Linked DNA regions of Zea mays: region 1 is linked to region 2. Evidence: chromatin contacts called from public Hi-C data. All regions are on one chromosome and are shown on one strand. The core of a region is the stretch at or near the end of the contact, and the rest is flanking DNA. Distances in the headings are between cores, read along the strand shown.

Evidence for each region. Hi-C and Micro-C count contacts between places; a contact is called where the count stands out from the background.
Region 1: a contact with region 2 is called in a Hi-C map of leaf, with 6 times the contacts expected there. The contact joins the promoter of LOC100193981 here to the promoter of LOC542675 in region 2. A contact is called at or near these places in 4 of 25 Hi-C or Micro-C datasets (ear, endosperm, leaf and 1 more).

Annotation. Positions count from the first base shown.
Region 1 is chr4:138,959,599-138,964,765 of Zm-B73-REFERENCE-NAM-5.0, forward strand. LOC100193981 reads right to left here and starts at 2,550. Exons shown (of 6, transcript NM_001139048.1): 1 at 2,355-2,550; 2 at 1,415-1,527; 3 at 960-1,331; 4 at 794-879. The coding sequence starts at 1,472.
Region 2 is chr4:138,681,867-138,687,126 of Zm-B73-REFERENCE-NAM-5.0, forward strand. It overlaps LOC542675 (fasciated ear2), which reads right to left and starts at 1,436. Exons shown (of 1, transcript NM_001112192.2): 1 at 1-1,436. The coding sequence starts at 1,353.

The DNA.
Region 1 (5,167 bases), core at 1,300-3,799, 280 kb after region 2:
GGAAAAGGTAAAAAATGATGTGGTCTAGAACATCATCTTTCTAGTAATATGCTGCTATTTGCTTCGATGTATAACAAGAGCATAGCTATATGTATAACAAGAGCAAATCAAATGACTGGATGCCAATTCATTTTGTTCGTGTAAATGATGAATCAAGAGCATGGCATAATTCAAATGCATAGGCACAGACAGATGAGAAGATGGCTAAGAAAATAACATGAGCCAACTGTTTTTGAACTTCTACTCATGCTTTCATGATTTTTATTGACCATAAATAAGCTACATGGGAGACCTGTTTTTCTTCCTAAAACAAACCAACAATTGGACAATACATATTCATACATAGCCAGCTTCCTTCAGTACTTTGGGCATAGAGAAATTTCCAATATCCAGAAATGGCCTGATTATTTAGAAGTACTGTCAATTTCAGAATATACTTATTATAATAAGCAAATGTTGCAAGTAGAGAGCCAGATTCATAATTCCCAGAATGCTACCTCACAAACATAGTTTTGTCAAAACTCAAAACTGTAAGGTACTGGAGCGGACTAGTGACAACTGTATCAGTTAACAAGGGGAAATGCACAATCAAGTAACACATACTTTTCTCATTCTAATATATCATTCTTAATAATAACAAATCCCGTTTGCTTAATTATGAGCTTGTATGGGACTGACAGTCATACAGAAATGGGGTCATGGTTTTGTAAAATAAATCAATGATAACATAGTTCAACCGTATGAACCACCTACACAAACTGTGAAAAATATTGTTTGCAGTTGAGCCACATACCCTAGCTGGAAACATCAGAGAATCAAATACCGTATCTGACCAACCACGCAAGGCTGAGTTTACTGACGCCACTTTCTTCTTGACACCTAAATAACATGCACAGTTAGCCATATATAGACATGACAAAAAAAACATACACACATTTAAGAACCAAGAGCAATCGTACGTTTGGCTAGCAGATCCTTATCAACCTTCTGAGAATCATTTTGTGTTGAGTGAAACCCTTCCACCCCATCCTTAGCCCACTCATGACACAGTTTGATATCTTCATCAGATAATATTTTCACTGGGTTCTGTGACCTCTGTTTCTGGGTAGATTTCTCTTTCGTGATGGGCCTGTCCTTCAAAGCAGTGCCTTTAATAGTGTTGGTCACATTACTAAAAGCCTTGCGCTGGGACCTCTCTTTCAGGGTGGAAGTGCCCTTCAAACCTGTGCCTTTGGCAAAGTTGGACAAATCCTGAAGAGCTCTCCTCTCTAGATTCCCAGGATTCTCCGACGGCTTCAGCCCTTTGGTCCTTGATCCAGCAGCCCTCTTACCTGAACATTTAGATAAAAGAGATGTATCTAATTCAGGAAAAATCCTTTTCACGAATTAGTTTTTGATAAAAATGCAATCTCACCTCTATTTATCTGTTGGTTCTCGTCAACAAAAACAGAAGCTGGAGTTGGGAAGGCCATGATGGACCAGACAGCTTCTTTCTCTACCTTGAAAGCCGGGCTAAAATCCAATTGACTGATAAAGAGAAACTAATCATAATATAGAAATAATAAATGCTGACTTCTATACGGTATTTCTGAATTCTGATGTACAGAAACTGAACAAGATTTGAAATAAGCTCTGAGAGGCTTAATTTAATATGGATTTGAAGTACCACTAAACTGCAAACATACTAAACTGGATCAGAATTCAGAAGTACACAACCAGGGGAAGAGTTGCATTTCATCTTACAGAGGTCGATTATGAAATTCCATGTAGCAAAACTGCATAACGAGTACCTCCATTCTAGAATATTTGTCACCCGATAGTTCATTTTTAAACTAAACCGTGACAAATAAAAAAGAACCGAGGAGTACGATTTACCAAGGGGAGACAGTGCCTAGATAGGATCCTGGTGATGTGGCTGTGCAGACTTTATTTGCACACCTATGTGATAGCACTTTCCATTGAGATGACATAGACGGAAGCACCACTAAATTAGTGAACCCAACAACATCAAAAGTTCAAAATGCACATATCCTCTACTATCAAGCCAATCAAGATCTAACTGGCATTTTGCATAAGCATCCGATCTGCATCTGCAAACAAATTAACAATGAAAGAGTCTTCGAACCGCTCCTAAATGATGGATTATGAACCCCACTGAGACCTTGTGTGCCCTCAAGAAGAGAAGGGCCACGGAGGGCTAAGCTCGGAACAGCGAACAAATCCACATACAGGGCATCCCAAGAATAGACCAAACGGACCGAAGTACGTTAGGCTTTCGCTTCAGTGGTTCACATCACAGCGAATGACGGCAAAAAAAAAAGGAAGGAATGGAGGGGGAGAGCGCTAGGGTTTACCAGGACAGGAGAAATCAGGTCGATCTCCACTAGCGGATTCAGCAGCAAGGAGAACGAGGACCGGAGAGCAACCCGCGACAGCGTGCCCCGGTGGAGTCGACGGCGCCAGTTCAACGGGACGAGAAAGGGTTTCTTCTTGCCAAGTATTCGGCGTGCGTGGTAGTTGCGGGAAGCAAGGTGGAGAGGAGGCAGAAAAGCTTTTCTGGTGTGCGCTGCTGCTGCGACTGCGAGGAGGGGAAAAAGGGTAGGGGAGCGCTCTTGGCAACGGTCGGATTTTGGATCGGCTTCGGCTCGGCTCGGGAAACCCGTTCGATTAGTATTTTTTTTAGCCTTTCAACGGGCCGTTCCTGAACTGTGCACACTCCCCGCTCGGCCCATTGTTTCCATGTGAGCTAACATTGGGCCGGCCCAAGTCAGCACGTGATAACCCTAATCAGGAACCCTCGTGCCCGTGCGCATATATATCCCCTCTACTGGCCGAAACCCTTCACCTCGCCGGCGCCGCCATCCTCGATTCTCCAAACTCGATTGGTCGACGTGTTTCCGTTCCCTTCTAGCTTTTGTGAACCGTTAAGCTTGGCAATCCTTTTGTGTTGTTTTTTCATTGATTGCGCCATATTAGTGGTTTTGTGTTGAATTTTTCGTTGATCTAGACAAAAATCGTGTGTGGTTTGCAAGATCAGCTTCTTGTTTGGACCTTGAACTGGATCCGGTTCAGGCAATCGGCAATCATACTGCCATCTTGCGAGATTGAATCCGAGCCAGCTTAAACTCACCTGGATCTGACACCCTCGGTGATTTTCTGGGCCCTTTCGGCTGGCACATCTTTTCTACTACTTTCTAAAAGAAAGAACTGTTCGTCCTTTTTGGGTTGTGTTTCGTTGATGTTCGAGCACAGCAAACGCACTCTGTCCCAAAACCTCTCCATGTTTTGTGGCAATTTCTTCGTTTGCGAGAGGGATGTACCCAGAGATCTCGTCCGCGAGGGAGGCTTGCGCTCTGATCTCGTGGAGGATTTTTTGGAAACATGTGTTTGAGCCGTGTCTTATAGAATTTGTTTCTGATTTTGCGTAAAGTTTAGTATTATTCTTCCTTGTTGGTTGATATCCGAGATGATTATGCTCAAATGAAGAACGGTTAAAATTAAAATAATTCCATTAGTACAGGCTATAAATGCTTTAGGTTTTAAATGCTAAATGGTACTCGTACGAGTTTAGGGTTTAGATTATAGTATGTTCTGACCATATAATCTAAATTGTTTTGAACTATCTAGCCTTTGCTTTAGGTTTTAAATGCTAAATGGTACTCGTACGAGTTTAGGATTTGAGATTATAATATGTTCTGACTATAATCTAAATTGTTTTGAACTATCTAGCCTTTGGAGATTTATCACATGGAATGCAATTCCTCGATGCATTAATCATCAATGCATGAGATGAATATACAATTGTCAAAGCATCGATGTTTGAAATTGGCTTATGCTTCCCAAAACAAATTCATAGTTGTTAGATACGTTGCGGTTACTGGGGAAACACTTTTTAGTGGCATCAACATCTGAACGTCAACTGGGTTATCTCAAGATCCGTCGGTTTGTTGGCGAGCAAGCACGCATTACCGTACAGCATCTTCCACAGAACTTAAAATTAAATGGAAATAAGAAAAATCAAGCATCCAAGTCTTCTAAATTCCCTGTCTGTAGCTACAAAATTATTTGTCAAATAAAAGACTTTGTTGGTTTAGGTGTTGCTAACCTAGCTACCAATAATATTTGCTTACTTAGCAAATGATCATCAATAAGGATGAAGTTTGACATCAAATTCTCAAAAACAAGTATTTGCTATGCACCTCATGAAGATTAAAGATGAATTTTTTTAATCAGGGTCAATTTTAGATAGTTGATGGCTAAGGTGGTTTGTGTATGGATGACCTTTGAATATATCGCTAAAAGAGTAATATCTAAATCTTTTTAATGTGGTGAGTGGAGAAAAATTTGTTCAGTGGCAAAATTTGTTGGCCACAGCTGATTTGTACTCGAGAGAGTTTTCTTTGGGGGCTCAACAAAATAGACTTTTCTCTCCTTTGGAAGCTAAAGATCTCCCTAAAAAATAAAAATTTCTTGTGTTTTTATGGAGGGGTGTAATCCTCAATGAAGATAACCATGCAAAATGAATGTGGTTGGAAATTTTGAACTGTAAACATAACGAGAGTATTCGTTGTCTTTTATTTGATTGTTATATTGCTAGAAATATTTGGAGAACCATTTTCTTTGTATTCCATGTAGACAAATCTTATAGTATTAATCATATTATAGGGGCTTGGTAATCCAACAAAGAAATGACACAGAAGAAATTTTTAATTGGAGTAGCAGCAATGTTTTGGTTTACTTGGCTTTTCTGTAATAAAGTTTTTAATCTTAAACCAATATGGTCCATTCTACAAGTCATTTTTAGAGAAACACATTGGCTCCGATTTTAGAGATTGTTGCAAAAACAAGATTCTCATCCAAAAGTTCTTGATGTCTGTCATTCCTTTGAGGGGGTGGCCATGGAGATCTTCCCATGCTATGGGTGGCGATCTAATGCTAGGACTGTGGCTGCTTAGTTTTGTTTATGGTTTCAATCAGATAATTGTTTTCTTTTCGTGGTTTTTTTTGTACTATGCATGAATTTGCAAAAGGCTAGAACTTGTTTCCATTTTCAAAAAAAAAAAGTCTCCTATCTGCCCATCCACCATTTTTTATTCACGTAAGTTGTAAGAGACGATGATGTCTAAGGGGGTGAATTAGAATTTCTAAAAACTTCACTCTAAACTAG
Region 2 (5,260 bases), core at 186-2,685:
CTCCCCACAGAGCTCATTCCCAGACAGGTCTATACCAGTAGTTGCCTGAACATCATACCCCAAATCCAACTGCCATGACACCGTGTCCACAGAAGCTGACACAAACAATTGGGGTGGAAGCACACTCTCTGATGGAGTCCCCTGACCACCTCCACCGTTAAGCACTTCACTGACATTGAACCCCCCATCTGGGATGAAACCCACAAACTTATTACTAGACAAATCAAGCCACTGGAGCAGGGGGAACGAGAACATCCAGTCAGGTAGGTGGCCGGAGAGCTGGTTACCAGCCAGTGATAAGAACTTCAAGCTCAGCCATTTCGCTACAGCACTGCTGAGCTCACCGGAGATCTCATTTCCTGACAAGTCCACCACCTCCAAAGACCTGCACCCAGCCAGCGGCAGGGGAATCTCCCCAGATATCTTGTTATTCGACAAATCTAGAACCTTGAGACTAGCTAGTGCGTCGAGCTCCGGACGGAGTGCCCCAGAGAGCTGGTTACCCCCAAGCTGCAGGTACAGAAGCTGGAAGCAGCCTGCAAGTCCGGCAGGCACTGAACCGGACAATCGGTTATTCGACAAATCCAGCACCTGCAAATAGGTCAGGTTCCCTATCCCCGGAGGAATGTCCCCGGAAAGCTGGTTGTCCGCGAGAAAAAGCCCCTGCAGGCTCCGTACGGCTGCGATACCGGCGGGGATCTCGCCGGAGAAGCGGTTGTGGGAGAGGTCGAGGAGGAGGAGAGCGGAGTTGTCGGGGTCGGCGACGATCCGCGGCGGGACGGCGCCGGAGATGGCGTTGCGGGAGAGATCAAGGGCAGCGAGGCGCGCGGGGAAGGAGAGACGCGGGGAGAGCGGGAGGCGGAGGAAGTTGGCGGAGAGGTTGAGGGTGCGGAGCGCGGGGAGCGAGGACGGCAGGCAGGTGGGGACAGCCCCCGAGAGCGCGTTGCGGGAGAGGTCGAGCGCGAGGAGCGAGCGCGGGAGGGAGCAGGGAAGCTCTCCCGAAAGCGCGTTGGCGGAGAGGTCGAGCGTCCGGAGACGTCGGAGGAGCGCGAGCGGCGCCGCGGGGATCACGCCCGTGAGGTTGAGGCCCCGGAGCGAGAGTTCGGCAACGGAGGGAGTGGTGACCGAAGGGGCTGGCGCCGTGGCGGGGTGGAGCGACACGCCGAGCCAGGATGGCGAGAGCGGGCCGCTCCACGAGGATAGCGCGGCGCGGGAGGGCGGCGACAGGGACGCGCGGAAGGCGAGAAGCGCTGCGCGGTCGGTGGAGGCAGGGACTGCAGGTTGGGTCGCCGACGCCAGGACGAGGAGGAAGGTGGCCAGGAGCTGATGGGGTAGGGGAGTGGCTGTCAGCATGGTGGTGGACTGGTGGTGGTGGTGGCGGTGGCCGGCAGAACCTGAGTGGTTAGGGTTTTGCAGGCCTCGGGCGTCGCCGCGGCCGCGGAGGATGTGGTCGCTCGGGGCCTCGGGCGTCGCCGCGTGTGGGTCAAATTTTGGAGGAAAGGTGGCGAACAGGCGAAGGCTGTGGAATCTGTGGTGTTTTCCCTCAACTAGGACTCCATTTTTTCCTTCTTGAATGAACTCTAAAATAAGGCAATTTCTTCTTCAAATCTTAAAGCCGCTTAAATTAGCTCTCTACCATGGTTAGAAATAGTTTTTATTTTAGGATGGTTTCAACTTTTTACTAAGAAAATCGGAAAAAGTTTATTTAAAACATTGAAAGTATATAAAAAGTTCAAAAATATTAGAAATAGATTGGGACCGGAGAAAAAAGTATTTAGAGCCCGCGAAAATATATCTATAAGCTTTAAAAATATATTTAGTTCTAGAATAATAAAAAAATATCGTTAAACCCCCAAAATATTTTAATCAAGTTTAAATGTGCTTTGGAAATTTTCTACAACAAAAATATGTGATACAACCAACATAGATGTTAAGGTTGTCTGCAGTACAGTGTGTAAAATAGAGGACGCGAAATTGTGAATGACGCTGCTTGCATAAAGAAGTTTGAAATAGAGGATGATATTGTTTGATACTATTTTATTTTGGTGGTATCTTATATTTTTGTTGTCGAAGTTTTCACAATGCAATTAGAAATTGATTGGGGGGTTCACGATTTTTTTTATATTTTTGTACCTTTTTCATTTTAAAGAGCTAAGTGCATCAATCCTATTTATGGATTTTAGTGATTTGATGACACGAGCTAACAATATTTTATGAGATTTACAATTAAATATAATTATAAAAAAGTACAAAAAATATGAGACCCTTTAATTATAAATTAGTGAAAGATGTGGCACAACAATTCAACTTGAGAGAGAGATTTTAGTTTTAATTCAATCTTCTTTCAAGTATAGTATATCATAAAGAAGGATATAGAAAAAATTACTTGTAGGTGTCAAAATATGCTCAAAACATTATACTCATTAACTCCTAACATTCCCAATAATACTCTAAAAAGGTCTCTTAAAAAACCTCTAAAAGAGCAAGTATTCTCTTTCTTTTATTCGTCCTGTTTTCAACACCACAAAAAATTCTGGACACCGCCTTAACTTTGAACCTTGGCTTTCTGCTGATGTTCCTCTTTCCCCAAAAAATTCTCTCCCCTTGGAAAATTTCAAACCCCCCTTTGGAAAAATTTGAGTAACACCTCTAAACTTCGAAGTTTTGCTTTATGGTATCTTCCTCTCCTTTGGAAATTCTGAACCCTCGAAATTTGAGGTGGGGTGCCCCTTGGGTCAAATCTCTTTGACTATGGATGCACCGAGGTTTCTCTTATCCACCTCAGAAATTCCAAGCCTCCCTAGTTGAAATTTTTGAGAGGGAACCTTCCTGCTCAGCAATGGCTCTCTAGCTAAGACAAGGGGATTTATTTCTCTCACCCTCTTGTTTTCTTGGGGTCAGCCATTTCAATTCACAAAACCACTTTGAAACAAAAGCAAGCTCTCTTTACACTCTCTCATACTTCCTCACGCCCTTGCTAGATTTTCGTCTTGTGAGTGAGATTGGAGTGAGCTCTTCACTAGATCTTGATTTCAAAGAGTAAGATCCATCTCTTGAGCACTTGTGGCACCCATCGGTGATTTCTTTTCCATTTTATTACTTTTGGGGTCTTTGAATCCTAGTTGGCTAGGTGTTGTCTAGCGACACTCCTGATTTGTGTTTGTAAAGGGTGCCTAGAAAGTTTGTATTACCCATTTGTTCTAGTAGAGATCATGGCTTGATTTTTTTGGTCGCTTGAGAAAGAGGGGGGGTTTAAAAAGACTCTAAAGGCCTTTGTGGTCACTCGACAACTGAAACGTAAACACTACTTTGTGGTATAGCCAAACCTTGTGATAAATCATGTTCTCTATATGCTTTTAGCTTGTAATTATATTACTCGTGGCATGATCTTCATTATGCATGTAATACTCAAAAATGTAATAAAGAGGATATAGATAATCTCAATGGTTTGTGGCCTCTCCTATTCATTACATGTGATCAACACTAGTTAAAAGTGGATAATTAGAACGAAGAACACATAAATGACCTGTGCATCATGCCGGATCTTATTTCGTGTGCATTTTTGTGATGATATAAAATATAGTAAACAAGAAAAATAATAAGATAATAGACATCAGAAGTAGAATTAAACCCTAATTTTGAAAATAGGGTTTGGAAAATAAGAAAAAGAGAAATGATATAAAAATATAAAAACATAGATATCCTTAAACTTATTACTGTTAACTGCACAAATATAGTGTAAAAGATGAGCCACAAAGTTTGAATTTAAACTTGAATTCAAAATTTGGATTAGAAAATGGTGAAAAAAAGGAATGAAAAAAAAGAAGATAAAACAAAACCCAACTAATGGGCCTCGTATCCCATATTCGGCCCAACACCAGTTTCCGCGCTACCCAGTTCTGGCCGCTCGCCTCGGCCTCACGCCGACATCAAGGGCCCACCCGTCGGCCGCGTTGGTCAGTTGCTTGGGGCCGCTCCGCGTGCATTGCTCTGCGTCAACGGTCCCACGGGCCAGCCGGACTCCGCGCGCGTTGCTCCTCTGCGATCGCCACCGACGCATGGGCCCCACTGGTCAGTGCGTCTTCCACCTCCCGCAGCGGACGCCGGACTTGGCGGGAGCTCGCGCCGGGATCGTAGGGCCGTTAGATCCGACTCCGTGCTATACCTGCGCATAAAGCCTCTGCTACGGCCCTATACCTGGCGCTTTGCCGCACTTGACCCACAACTCGAGCGCCACCACCGTAGAGAGAAAGAGAGAGGTCGAGAACCTGTTCACGGCCGCGCAGAGAAAAGCTTGTTCCCTTGCCGATCTGGTCGCGTGATCGAGCCGTGGTGCATCGTGGGCGCATGGTAGTACTGATCGTGGTCTCGCGGCGGTCGAAGAAGTGCGGTGCCGCCAGGAATTTCTCGCCGGAGTTTTTCTTGGCCGCTGTGCCGTGGCCGGAGCGTTCTACAACCGCATCGCCGGTTTGAGGTACCTCATCGCCTCTGCTACTGTCTACCCTACGTATAGCACCGGTCGTAGCATATCTTAGGTCCCTATTTCGCTTAGTGGGTGTGTACCGGTTCGGGCCGGACCCGATCTAATCCTCGCAGTTAGTTATGGATCAGACGGCCAGATCGGCCTGATACCCCTTCGCGGGTCTAAATTGCATTTGGGCCCCTCGGTTTATGTCAAAACAACCCGCAGTCCACCTGGTGGGTTTTCTGAGTCTTAGTAACATTTGCGCCAGAGCCCTCGCGCTTTCTGCAATTTTATCGCCTAGTCCAGAAATCGTTTAAATTGAATAAATGAAATAGAAAATAGATTTTTAATAGGAAAATAATTGCTGGAACTTCAATAATTCATAGAAAATGCATATGAACTCTAAATTACTTCATTCCAGTTCCTAAAATTTTGTAATTTTATTCGCTAGCACTTAGTGTCTCTGTTTTATCATAACCACAGTAATAAAATTAATCCCACACTTAATCTTATTTTAAACACATAAAACCTTTTAAAATCCATAACTTAAAATCTATAACTCCAAAATTAATGATTCCTGTTCCTATAATCTTATTTTAATGTGTAGATTATTATTATGTATTTTGTTAGCATGTTTGGTGTGATGTTAATATTGCCTATACATTGCCTGTTTGTATTGCTACGACTAGCGTGAGGTCGCGAGTCATCTGAAGATCATCCTGGTACCTGGAATCTCAAGTCCCAAGCAAGTTGTGCCCTTGATCACTTCTTTTACCCACTCATGTTCTAATTAAT